Regions from separate parts of the Mus musculus genome. Here region 2 is linked to region 1. The links are chromatin contacts, called in public HiChIP or PLAC-seq maps. All regions are on one chromosome and are shown on one strand. Each heading gives the region's core, a stretch centred on a gene start, on an enhancer-like site or on the middle of the called end of the contact. The rest is flanking DNA. Distances are from core to core; before and after follow the strand shown. Region 1 has its middle 11 kb from the start of Gm4285. Region 2 has its middle 60 kb from the start of Serp2.

Region 1 (5,962 bases), core at 1,894-4,393:
GCTACAGTGTACTTATATAATAAATAAACAAATCTTTTTTTTTTCTGGTTTTTCGAGATAGGGTTTCTCTGTATAGTCCTGGCTGTCCTGGAACTCAGGACATGTAGACCAGGCTGGCCTCGAACTCAGAAATAAATCTGCCTGCCTCTGCCTCCCAAGTGCTGGGATTAAAGGCATGCGCCACCACTGCCCAGCAAATAAATCTTAAAAAAAAAAAAAAAAGGTCTACATGTCAGGGAAGCCAGAGCTGTGAATATGTGAATAGAGACCCTCTGTAACAAAGTGAAGTGTGATGTAGAAAAAAAAAAAAACATCAACTTTAAGTCTCCACAAAACCCCACATACATGTGAACACCTATACATGTACACAAGCCACACACATATAAAGATGAAAAAAATACAAATACTTCAAAAGTTCTGTGAACAATATATAATGACACACACTTTCCACCCAGCACCAGGGACATGAAGGTAGGAGAAACCATGTCTCAAAAAACCAAAAAAACCCAAAAAAAAATATATATATATATTTATATTTATATTTATGTTTATATTTATATATAAGTACACTGTAGCTATCTTCAGACACACCAGAAGAGGGCATCAGATCTCATTACAGATGGTTGTGAGCCACCATGTGGTTGCTAAGATTTGAACTCAGGACCTTTGGAAGAGCAGTAGGTGCTCTTAACTGCTGAGCCATCTCACCAGCTCCTGTATCTTTTATCATACTGTCTTAGTTAGGGTTTCCATTGCTGTGAAGAGACACCATGACCAAGGCAACTCTTATGAGGACAACATTTAATTGGGACTGGCTTAAAGGTTCAGTCCATTATCATCATGGCAGGAAGCATGGCAGCATGCAGGCAGACACGGTGCTGGAGAAGGAACTAAGAGTTCTACTTCTTGAGTCTAAAGAAGACTGCTCTCCAGGCAGCTAGGGTATTAAAGTCCACCCCACCCTCCACAGTGACACACTTCCTCCAACATAGCCACACCTACTCCAACTGGGCCACATCTCCTAATAATGCCACTCCCTGTTTGTCCTAGAAGTCAATTTATAAACCAGGTTGGCTTGAACTCAAGGGCTATGCCTACCTCTACTTCCAGGGTGCTGAGATTAAAGGGGTGTGCCATCACGCCCAGTGCTGCCAAGTACTTTACCACACAAAGTAACAATAAACTGTTATGTGCCAGACTTTTAAAAAGATCTTTTGGGAGCTGGAGAGATGGCTTAGCAGTTAAGAGCACTGACTGCTCTTCCAGAAGTCCTGAGTTCAATTCCCAGCAACTACATGGTGGCTCACAACTATCTGATGCCCTATTCTGGTATGTCTGAAGACAGTGACAGTGTACTCACATAAATTAAACAAATCTTTAAAAAAATCTTTTAGGTTTATGTGTATAAATGTTTTGCCTGACACCGGGCAGTGGTAGCACATGCCTTTAATCCTAGTACCCGGGAGGCAGAGGCAGGCGGATTCCTGAGTTCGAGGCTAACCTGGTCTACAGAGTGAGCTCCAGGACAGCCAGGGCTACACAGAGAAACCCTGTCTCAAAAAACAAAAAACAAAAACAAAACAAAAAATGTTTTGCCTGTATGTATATTAACCACCTGTGTGCCAGGTACCCAGGGAGGTGTGGAGAGAGTGGTGCTGGTAGAACTGGGATTGGTTGGAACTGGAGTCAGTAGTGAGGCACCACGTGGGTGATGGGAACCAAACCCAAGTCCTACACACACACACACACACACACACACACACACACACACATCACACACACCGTGGTAACCAAAACAGTTCTTCAGAATAAGAAGTAAGAAGTTTCGGTGCCCTAAACTGGAATTATTTCGTTCATGAATGTTGGCATTCCTTCTAGGCTCAGTTACCTGGCAACAGCCAGGTAGGCGTGGCTTTCTACAAAAGTGACAGTTTGGCTCCTCCTCCATGTCTCTGCCCCTTCTGTCTCTCTTCTCTCCCTGACCCCTTTCTCCCTCTCTTCCCTTCCCCCTCCATCCCCTCTCTCTGCATGTTCCTGGCCAGCCTCTCCCCTCCTCTTCTCTCTCTCTCTCTTTTCTTTCTCTCTGTCCTCCTTTGTCCCTTCTCAGCTCCTCTTTCCATGCCCCCAAATACTCTATTCTATAGCATATATCTCCTTAGGCTGGTACCTCAGGAGGAAGGGATGCTTCAGTATGAGCCCGCCAAGGCACCCCTCCCACCTCACCATACTGTGCCCTACTAAACACATCCTCGTCTTTTTTAAAGCACAACAATGAGGGCGGGTGCGATTTGATGTACACACCTTTTAAAGGTCCCAGGACTTCTCAACACTCCTACACTGGAGCTTTCAGTGTGACCTCTAGTGATGAGAACGCATGTTCAATCCACAGCACCCACGGGCCTGAGAACAGGAAAACGCCAAGAAACCCAGAGTGTCTGGGAAGCACTGAAGCCAGCAGCCAGCGGCAGAGGCATGGGAGGCAAGGAGTCCACAGTGGAACTGAAGATGCTGGGGCAGCCAAGCTGGAGGAGCTGTAGAAAGGAGGGCTCGGGCAATAAAAGGTAAGGGTCAAAGTCTGATCTGAGTTCAATCCCAGCGACACACATGATGGAAAGAGGAAACTGACTCCCGCAAATTGTCCTGACATTCACAAGAACGCCACGACTGGTTCACATGTGCACACACACACACACACACACACACACACACACACACACACACACACATAAATATTAGAAAAAAAAATTTAAGAAGAAAGAAGGTGCATGTAACAGGAGGGAAACAGAGCCAGGAAATCCAAGAGCAGACGCTGCCATGGAAACAGTGGGGGGAGGGGGGGGAGCCAGGAGATTAGAGAAGTTGCCCTCTCAAGCACAGCTCCATCCGAACTTTCAGGAAACTGCTTTATCCTGTGCGTCCTAACCTCATGCTATCAAAACCTCAAAATCAAGGAAGAGCCAATGCCTGACATAGCAGCCTCCTAATAGAAAACCCAAGCTACCCAAGAGCCAATATGAGTCTTCTTAAACTTCTGAATCTGGCAGGAAACCCTTGCCGGAAATCCACACAGAACACAGGGACATGAGCCACACACATCCGGACTGGACAGAGACAGGTCACATGATCTGCATTTTTCCACTTGTAAGTTAGTGGAAAAGAAGGGGAGGAGATATGCAGATTAAAACTTTTCGAAGGTGGTGATGGGTAGGGGTGCCTAAGTCTTAAGAAAGGACCCACGAGTCACAGAGAAGACAAGAGGAACCATGTCTCCATACCCGCAGCTCCACAGGAGAACAGGAAGGCAGGAGGCTGCTTCTAAAGGCAAACCCAGCGGCTCTGGTGAAGACAGGCCTCCCTCATGGCAAGCTCACAATACTCACAAGCCTCAAAACTAGCTGTGAGGTTTGGTGAGACAATGACTCCTCGGTGAAGCGGGCAGGGATCCCTCTGTATGACTCAGAGGTTGCGTGCCATCGACAGAGAAGATCTACGTTTTGTAACTGAGCTATCCCGAGAGCCTGAGAAAAGAACAGGGAACCCCAAATTTAACCCGCCATAACCCCAGGATGAGAAGCAACTCTGGGAGGCAGTTGTGGGGAGTGGAAGGGTGAGACTCAGACAAGACCAAGAGTGCAGGTTGGCAGGAATCCGGAAGTGAGCGCATAGCGGAAAATCAACTCCCACCTGGGTTTCTGAGAGCTGATCTCACTAGCTGAGAACAACCCTGGAGTCTGGCAGCCTGCGGTCCACAGTGGGATCAGGTCACCCTCTAGCCTAGATCTAAAGCCACCTGGCTGCTGTCACTGCTATAGAACTGCTAGAGTTGAAACTTCAGCGCGCCCCTTGCTAGCCACAGCCGCGTCTCTCAGCAGCCTGAGCTGCGCTTGGAAGACCTCCACCTGCTGTGGTTGCTTACTTCGTCCCCAAGGCAGCTGGGTGCCCTGCCAGCTGCTTCAGCTGCTTTGGGCATCGCAGGCTTCGAAGTCTTGGGGATGCTAGGGAGGGAGCCTTGGGAGGCTGAGAAAGCAGCCCCAGCCACAGACCTCAAAGCCAAAAGTGGCAGTAGTGGCCCCTAGTGCGCAAAGAAAGGAGCAGCAAAGAGCTCAGCACAGCTTCAGCAGAGACAAATTCAACTCACCTGCCGCACCTCTGGCCAGGACCAGTGGTCCCAGTTTCTGAGAAGTGGAAATAAGTAGTTGCGTTGTTCATTCTTTTCTTTTTTCTCGCCTCTTCTTTCTTTCCTCTCCGCTCCCCTCCTTTTCTTTCCCCTCTCCCTCCTCTCCTCCTCTGCCCTCTCCTCTCCGGTCCCCTCCTGTTCCCTCCCCTCCATTATGTTCTCCTTCCCTCCCCTCCCCTCCTGTCTCCTCTCCTTTCTTTCTCTCCCCTCTCCTACTTCTTTCTCCCTTTTCTTCGTTTTTCTGTTTGTTTGGGTTTTTTGTTGTTGTTTGAGACCGGGTTTCTCTGTATAGCCCTAGCTGTCCTGGAACTCTCTGTAGACCAGGATAGACCGGAACTAGAGATCCACCTATCTCTGCCTCCTGAGTGCTAGGATTAAATTAGGCACCTGTCACCATCACCGGCCATCTATTTATTTATTTACTTACTTTCACATTTTTTCATTTGATTATACCTTTAGCAGTGTCTTCATGTCTTAATTTACCACACCTATAAAAGCCTCACAGACTTGCGCAGAGATTTGTTTCCATGACGATTTTAAATCCCATTAAATTGGCAACCAAGTTTAATCTTACAGGGACATAGTGGGAGTAGTGGAGGAGGGCAATGAGCTGAACAAAGTAAAATGACCCATTGTGCTGGGCGGAGGTGGCGCACGCCTTTAATCCTCTTGAGAGGCAGAGGCAGGTGAATTTCTGAGTTCGAGGCCAGCCTGGTCTTCAGAGTGAGTTCCAGGACAGCCAGGGCTACACAGAGAAACCCTATCTTGAAAAACCAAAATAAAATAAAATAAAATGACCCATTGTGTGTGAAAATACCACAATCAAACCCGATACTTTGAATTCTAACATAAAAAAAATCAATGAATTAAATTAGGAAGGAGTATCTGTTGGTCTACGTAGGTCAATTTAGGCATAACCTACTCAGCAGATAAATGCATTGATGTGTTCTTTAATGCTGTTCTAGGAGCAAAGTAGGGGGCTCTGGGGCGCTTGTAGTTAGTTATAGCTCTAGGTACTAGTTGCATGAGTTGTATTTATGAAAAATTAGACTGTATCCTTCAAAAATGTACACTTGCCATATGTTTATTACACTTTGTCTTTTTTAGAAAGGTTTCTGTTTTTGTTTTTGTTTTTGTTTTGTGGGGGGTTTGGTTTTTTGTCTTCTGAGACAGGATTTCTCTATGTAACAGCCCAGCCTTGGCTCTCCTGCAACCACGCCCGGCTTAAATTATTTTTTATTTTGAGGCATGGTCATGTTAAGTTATCGAAATTGTTCTGCCTCAGCTCCTGTTACTGATTACAGGCCTGTACCACAAAGCTTAGTGCTAATAATGACTCATAATGAGTTATATTCCTCTTTGGTTGCTAAAAAGCTGGCACTCAAATCTAGAGCTTGCCTCTAGTTTTTTAGACTTACTGACATCTAATTTGCTTTTTTTCTGGCTTTGTCTTATCTCATTTGCATTTTTTGTTTGCACTAATTACCACACCAAATGTTGTTGCTGTTGTTGTTGTTTGTGAGACAAGGTTTTTCTGTGTAGCCCTGGCTGTCCTGGAATTCACTCTGTAGACCAGGCTGGCCTCCAACTCAGAGATCTGCTTGCTTCTGCCTCCAGAGTTCTGAGATTAAAGGCGTGCGCCACAACTGCCCAGCTACTTCAATAATTTTTGAAGGAAGTTGTGCTGCACACAAGAGCTGCTACCAAGCAGGCACAGGGTAGCAGAATGAAACCCATATGTGCTCCAAATCCTGTGATCTCTAATTTCCACCTGGTATATGCTGT
Region 2 (5,962 bases), core at 1,590-4,089, 780 kb after region 1:
TTCTGCAGATGTGATGTCTTAGCCTCCTGTTCTGGCCACCTCTGCCATGTCTCCCCTGGGTGTACGGTCTCTCCCTCTGGAACAGTAACCCAAAATAGTCATTTTTCCATGAGTTGTTTTTGGTCATGGTGTTTATCACAGCAGCCTACACTGTTACGACATCCCAAGGTGGCTGATACAGTAGTTTCTTAGGTTCCTTCTCTGCGGCTAGTCCCCCGGGGAAAGTTTGTGCTAAGATCAGGCAGAGTTCTCCCTTGGGCTTTGTCTTCTCCTCTCATGTCTGCAACACAGCCATGTGACAAATGGATGGAGGTCATCGCTAGTTGACGTGAAAAGGGAGAAGCAAACTGCTTCCCAGAGCTGGTTTTCATGACTACAAGACAACTGCTTCCCTCATACAATCTTCCTCCCAGTTCTCAGCATCATGTTGATCCTACCACTGCTCTAGCTCCTTCTAAGTTATCAGGGGAAGTATGAATACGTTTCTTTGGTTGAGTGGACAAGTATTAACCCCGCTTGGCAGACTGAACCCTGCTGTGTTGTGTGTGTGTGTGTGTGTGTGTGTGTGTGTGTGTGTGTGTGTGTATGAGAGAGAGACAGAGAGACAGAGAGACCGAGAGACAAGCAGACGGTGACATGGTTCTTTGAGCCATCCTTTGGTCAAATGCCAGAGCAGTGTTCTCTGTTAGTTTTCTGTCCATTTCCTGCTTAATTCTCCCCTCCAGCTCTTACCTATTTATCACAGCCAGAAATCATTGAAAAGGTAGTAAAAACTATTTCATATTAAGCCAAATGAGTCCAACCTACAAGAATGTAGCAGCACAGTAATAAATCACTTGTGAATGTTGCTTGTTGAGAAGCAAAAATATTACACTTGCAATGTTTTAAAAGAAAAATATTACTAAAAATTCTTTCACCCAAATAGAATTGTCCTTACTTCTTGTTTTTTTTTTAAAGCAACTTCTATAGTTTCAAATCGTTGTAACCATAACACACATGTGCTTGCGAGTAATGATAGGCTATGAACATTCTTGAATTTAATAATCTCTATTTCAGTTGTTTGCTTTGGATTTCCAAAATGATAGTGGTTTGTTTGTTTAATTGGGTTTTATTTTGGCATTCCTAGATTTCAAAGCTAGTTTTCCAGAGAGGAGACTCGTACAGACTGTGAACTAATCTAGGCCACTATTACTGGGGCTAGCCCAGCCCTGTGCTCTCTCCTCCAGGACTCCAGGGAAGGGAAAAGGATGTTCCCACGTTGCATATTTAGGTGACCTTAGGGACACGCCCTGCTGATGTGATGTAATGAAACCTAGACTTCATTGGCAGGATTTAGTTGCATTGATTTATAAGCAAGTCCCAAGTTCATAGACTCATTCAGGGTCTTGCAGGGTAGACTTAACACTTCCATTCACTGTGTGGTGAGAGGGAAGACTGCGTGCCACAGCGGGATGTTTCTACAAAGCTGAGATCTGTAGGATTGCCAGGCCATGTTTCTTATGAAGACCAGTGATGCCCTGCCTTCCTCTCTTCAGTTTTCTTCTTACGAATGCTTTACCTGTACTGTTGTGAGATCCCCACAAAGCCCACACTAAAGGACTCCATACATTACCATCGACTTACCCTAAGACAACTGCCAAACCATTGCCCCAGCACGTGATATGCAGGCTGCTTTCGATTTAGGTAAAAGGGCATGGTTGTTTTTTAGGATTCCTGATCTACGCATTACACTGTTTGCACAGGTAGATGGGCGGATCTACAGTAGATCCTCGGTGTGTGCACAATTTTGGCGGAGCAATGAGAGGCGAGTGCTGTGCATGATAACAAATGTTTGCCACTGACCTGCCTTTGAGAGGTTTAACATTACTGGTTTTCAGGGCCGTGCTTGAACCGTGCCTTTGCTGAATACCGTTTATTTACTTAGGCTTCAAAATGGCCCTTCAAGGGGTGTTAATCAGCTCACTCCATCAGCTGGATTTCTTTGAGGAGGCAACCCTAAGTTTAGTCAGCAGTTTGAATCCCAGTAGTCTCATTTGCTGCTGGGTGACCTTGAATAGGTTTCTAAGCTCCTTGGCCTCAGTTTCTGTTCTGTGAAGGAAGGGACAGCAGAGTGTCTTACTGAGCAAAAACAACAAAATGATCCCATTAGCAGATCCGTGGCTCTGGCTTATCAGTTGCTGTTGCTGTTGTCTTCTTCTTCTGCCGTATCCTTTCTTCAATGACTACTCACTGTTCTCGTGCCCTTGGGCAGCACCCTGACCCCTCTTATCTCCACTGTTATTCAACCAGCCCCCACTTTACACAGCTGAGTCCCACAACCTCAAAATTCTGTTAGGAGTTCACACCCTCACCTCCCTAACTATTCAGCAAATTCCTAATCTTCCTTTAAAACAGAGCGCCTAAGGGTTTCTTTATCCTTCAAGTATCCTTTCCTCCGGCATCTCTGGGTGTGTCTGTATGGTGACATTCATTGCGCTATCTTCTATTGTCTATTTTCTGATAATTGGCCTCTAACAGAATCTGGGCCCTATGTGAATACAGATCTGTTTGGTTTGGTTTTACAGCTCCACTTGCAGTGTGGGTTTTGGGCATGTGGAAAGTTCTCTGATAAATATTTCTTAACCGGATGGATCTATATCTGTGTTACTCATCAGGCAAAGACTCAAATGGCCTGAAAAGTCACTTTACATGGCAAATATCTGCCACCATTGGGCTAGGTTAGGTTTCAGCAGCCCTGTGGGAGGAGGAGCTTATGTGGCCGTGGTCAACTTAGGAGGTGCACACTGTGGAATTCCCAAATCCGCAGACACACTCACCAGTCATGGTTCTGAATGACACCCTCACTTCAAAGGACAGAGTTGCTAGAGGCTACCGTGCTCAGCTGCACATGGAAAGCATGCTGGGGACAAGCCCCAGAGAGGAATCCCTAAATTATATGGGTGGTGGCTGCAACGGAGGAAGTGATTAATCTCCCACAAGGAGAGTTTTGAAAGTGATTGCATTGACTCTGATGATTAAATTGTGATGTAACTGTCTAAAAAAAAAAAAGAAAAGAAAAATAGATAGGTGTTTTAGCACATCACTAGGTTCAGGGATATGGGGTGTGCCTAGTGGGGGTGGGGCTTGGAATAGCTAAAAGTTGAATTCTATAGCAGACAGGAACTGGCTTGAGAGGTGAAAGGGATGCGACTTGAGCTAGCTAAACTCTTCTGTGGTAGGCAGGAGTCAGCGTGAGAGAAGGGGGACAGAAAGGGCTGGGGACTTCTTGCTCCAGGTCTCTTCCTTGCTAATCTACTAGGGTCTGACTTCCTAAAGATGTCTCCAGAACCTGTCCAAAATGATACCAGCAGTTGCGGATGAAGACACTAACCCACGAGCCTGGGACGGTGAGGTGCTGTGGACAGCAGAGGAAAACTTCTAAAGACATACAACAGCTGGGAACCCTTCAATTCTCAGCAGCCAGGAAAGGGGCGCACTATGTAGTAACACCTCTGGCAGAATACCTCTGCACATGTATGGGTCCAGTAAATGTCTTCTCTTGGTGCCTACCCGTGCCTGGATCCTTGGTCCTTTGGAAGACGTGGTTCCCTCCAGTGAGCTGTCTTTAGCTTCCCCAGTATAGGGGGAGCCCTCTACTTAAATAGTGCAGACACTTTATCTTTATCCTACCTGATGGGAGCCAGATTTCATTTCCATTTGTTTCCTGTTGCACCAAGTGTGGTAGCTAGTTCATAGGGGTTCATCGTATACTGAATGTTCAAAGATGCTTCAGCCCAAAGGCAAAAGGCTTTAGCTGCAGATCCATGTATCTTGTGTATTGCCTGCCCAGCGCTCTTGGGTTATCGGACCCTCCCTAGCTTGGCAATGTCCTTTGGGATTGTTTTTTCTCCGATAATGAAGATAACCTTTTCTGTGTCGCTTTGTGTGCTTCTAGCACAGGTTCCCCCAGTAAAATAATTGTAGCAATTCCATCCAGGAGGCTTTGAGCTGTCCAGTGTCCAACTTCCCAGATCAGTGTCGGGCCTGCGAATTTAGGCCTTGAGTGATGTATTTGACGTGCTTATGAATACGTGCATCTGCTGTGCTGTGGCCTGCAGCCAGGCTGCAATTCCGAGCCTGCCTTCTGGACTGTGTTTTTTGAGAAGCCCCGCTTAGGAAAGCTTGCCAATGGTTCACAGTAGAGCCGAGTAGCAAGACACCGAGGAACTTGCTTCGTGGAATCTTCTTTTGTCCTTAAAAGTGCCTGGAGATTGTCTCTGCTAACACACTGAAGGATATGTGTGTGTGTGTGTGTGTGTGTGTGTGTGTGTGTGTGTGTGTCACACACCAGGCTATCAAGGGCTTGAAAAGGCTGTTTTGCACTGTGGACTGTGACTTGCAAGCCTTGGCTTGTGGGTGTTTGGGACCAGAGCAAAGAGTGGTGGGGTCAGAAAGGAGTTTGTCTTCTGGCCAAGGACAGCATTTTTTTTTTTCTGTTCTTTTGAAAGAGTTATCTAGGACAGCATGTGCTATACCATGCTCAGCCACCTGATATGTCCTAGGCTGGTTGGATTCATGCCTGACCCTGTGTATTTTAATCAAGCCTGATTCCCTTGAAAAGGTTCCTGGTGGATGGGGAGATGGGCATCTCAAAGCCCCTGTTGCTGATGTGGCAACAGTGAGTTTTTATAGTCAATACCTGAGATGGGCCGAGGGTCCCACCATGTGACTTACTGAAATGAGTTTTAGAACAATAGTTAATTCTGATGCTTTCTCCCCGTGAGGGTCTGCACTCAGGTGTTTTCTTTGAGCTAAGCTACTTGCTGGCCAGAGACAACCAGATAGGTAACCTGGGTGCCCATTTGAGACCAGTGCTATCCGTGATGTTGGATGTAAGTCTGGACATGCTGAGCAGGACATGGTCAAGGCCTTTTCTGAGCAGTTGATGCCAGGTTCTTCCCTGACACTTCATTCCGGTTCATACAAGATGCAATCAGCCAGCAGCCAGAGTCTGCCCACAGCACCCGGCTTGTTTCTCCTTTGCCCTTTGCTTCTTGTTCTCTGCAGGGGTCTCCAACCCTCTGGTTGTCTGCGGTCTAAGTAAACCAAGGCACTGTTTGTGATTACTTCATTTTCTGAAAATTCCCATTTTGGCTCGGTCTGCATTTCTTGATTTACGCTCGTTAATTTCATCTGACTTGGCTAGCTCGTGTTCCCTTGGACATATGATCTTTATGAATAAAACATTCAAGGGCCAAATGTTTTTCTGTGAGGACTCCATGGGACACCACTGAGAGCTGACCTGGAGCATTGGAGCAGGGTCGGGCGGTGCCTCTCCCTCGGCCTGAGGACCAGGAAACAGCTGTGGTGTCCTGGGGAAAACCTCAGATCTAGACTTGCTTTAGAGTGTTTCTCCAATTAGTTAGATCCTCAACCACGCACACAGCTTTCCTGTCGTGTATGTGTGTGTGTGTGTGTGTGTGTGTGTGTGTGTGTGTGCGCGCAAGAGAGAGAAAGAGAGAAAGAGAGAGAGAGAGTGCACGTGTGTGTCAGATGGCATACTATGTACTGCTCACATTCATAATTTTGGTGTCTCTGTCTGATAGTGGATTACATAGCCCTGTCCCATGGTGCCAGGCATGGTCGTGTGAGTTTTGGCATCCCTCACTCTCGTGGAAAGATTGTATTCCTGCCCCAGTCACGTCAGACTTGGCTATGAGATTTGCTTGGGCTGGCAAAACGTGAGTACAGGGAATTGTGCCACCCTTGTTGAGGCACTTTAAAAGTCACAACATGGCCCCACTGTCTCTCTTTCTCTTTGTTGTTGAGTCTTAGAACAAAGGAGAGTTTTTTAGAAAGACTGTAGCCGAACCATGAGTATTGATAAGATGTCAACCTTTGCTGAGGTAACCGCTGAAATGTTCAGGTTGTCTGTTACTGCAGCAACATCTGAACAATACTGTTGTCAATGGCTCGGTCTGCC

What was found. HiChIP or PLAC-seq counts read pairs in DNA pulled down with a chosen protein or histone mark.
Region 2: a contact with region 1 is called in a FOXA1 HiChIP or PLAC-seq map of pancreatic cancer cells. The contact joins two enhancer-like sites. A contact is called at or near these places in 1 of 484 Hi-C or Micro-C datasets (myocytes) and 2 of 115 datasets of contacts at active chromatin or transcription factors (bone marrow-derived macrophages and pancreatic cancer cells).

The regions. Positions count from the first base shown.
Region 1 is chr14:75,831,253-75,837,214 of GRCm38.p6, forward strand. No RefSeq gene overlaps it. Among named protein-coding and RNA genes, the nearest start is that of Gm4285, 11 kb to the right of the region's middle. Within about 2 kb of position 3,144, at least 407 of the 459 cell types and tissues checked have an H3K27ac peak or open chromatin away from gene starts, as enhancers often do. A contact at or near this core is called in pancreatic cancer cells, where this site is marked.
Region 2 is chr14:76,613,577-76,619,538 of GRCm38.p6, forward strand. No RefSeq gene overlaps it. Among named protein-coding and RNA genes, the nearest start is that of Serp2, 60 kb to the left of the region's middle. Within about 2 kb of position 2,840, at least 52 of the 459 cell types and tissues checked have an H3K27ac peak or open chromatin away from gene starts, as enhancers often do. A contact at or near this core is called in pancreatic cancer cells, where this site is marked.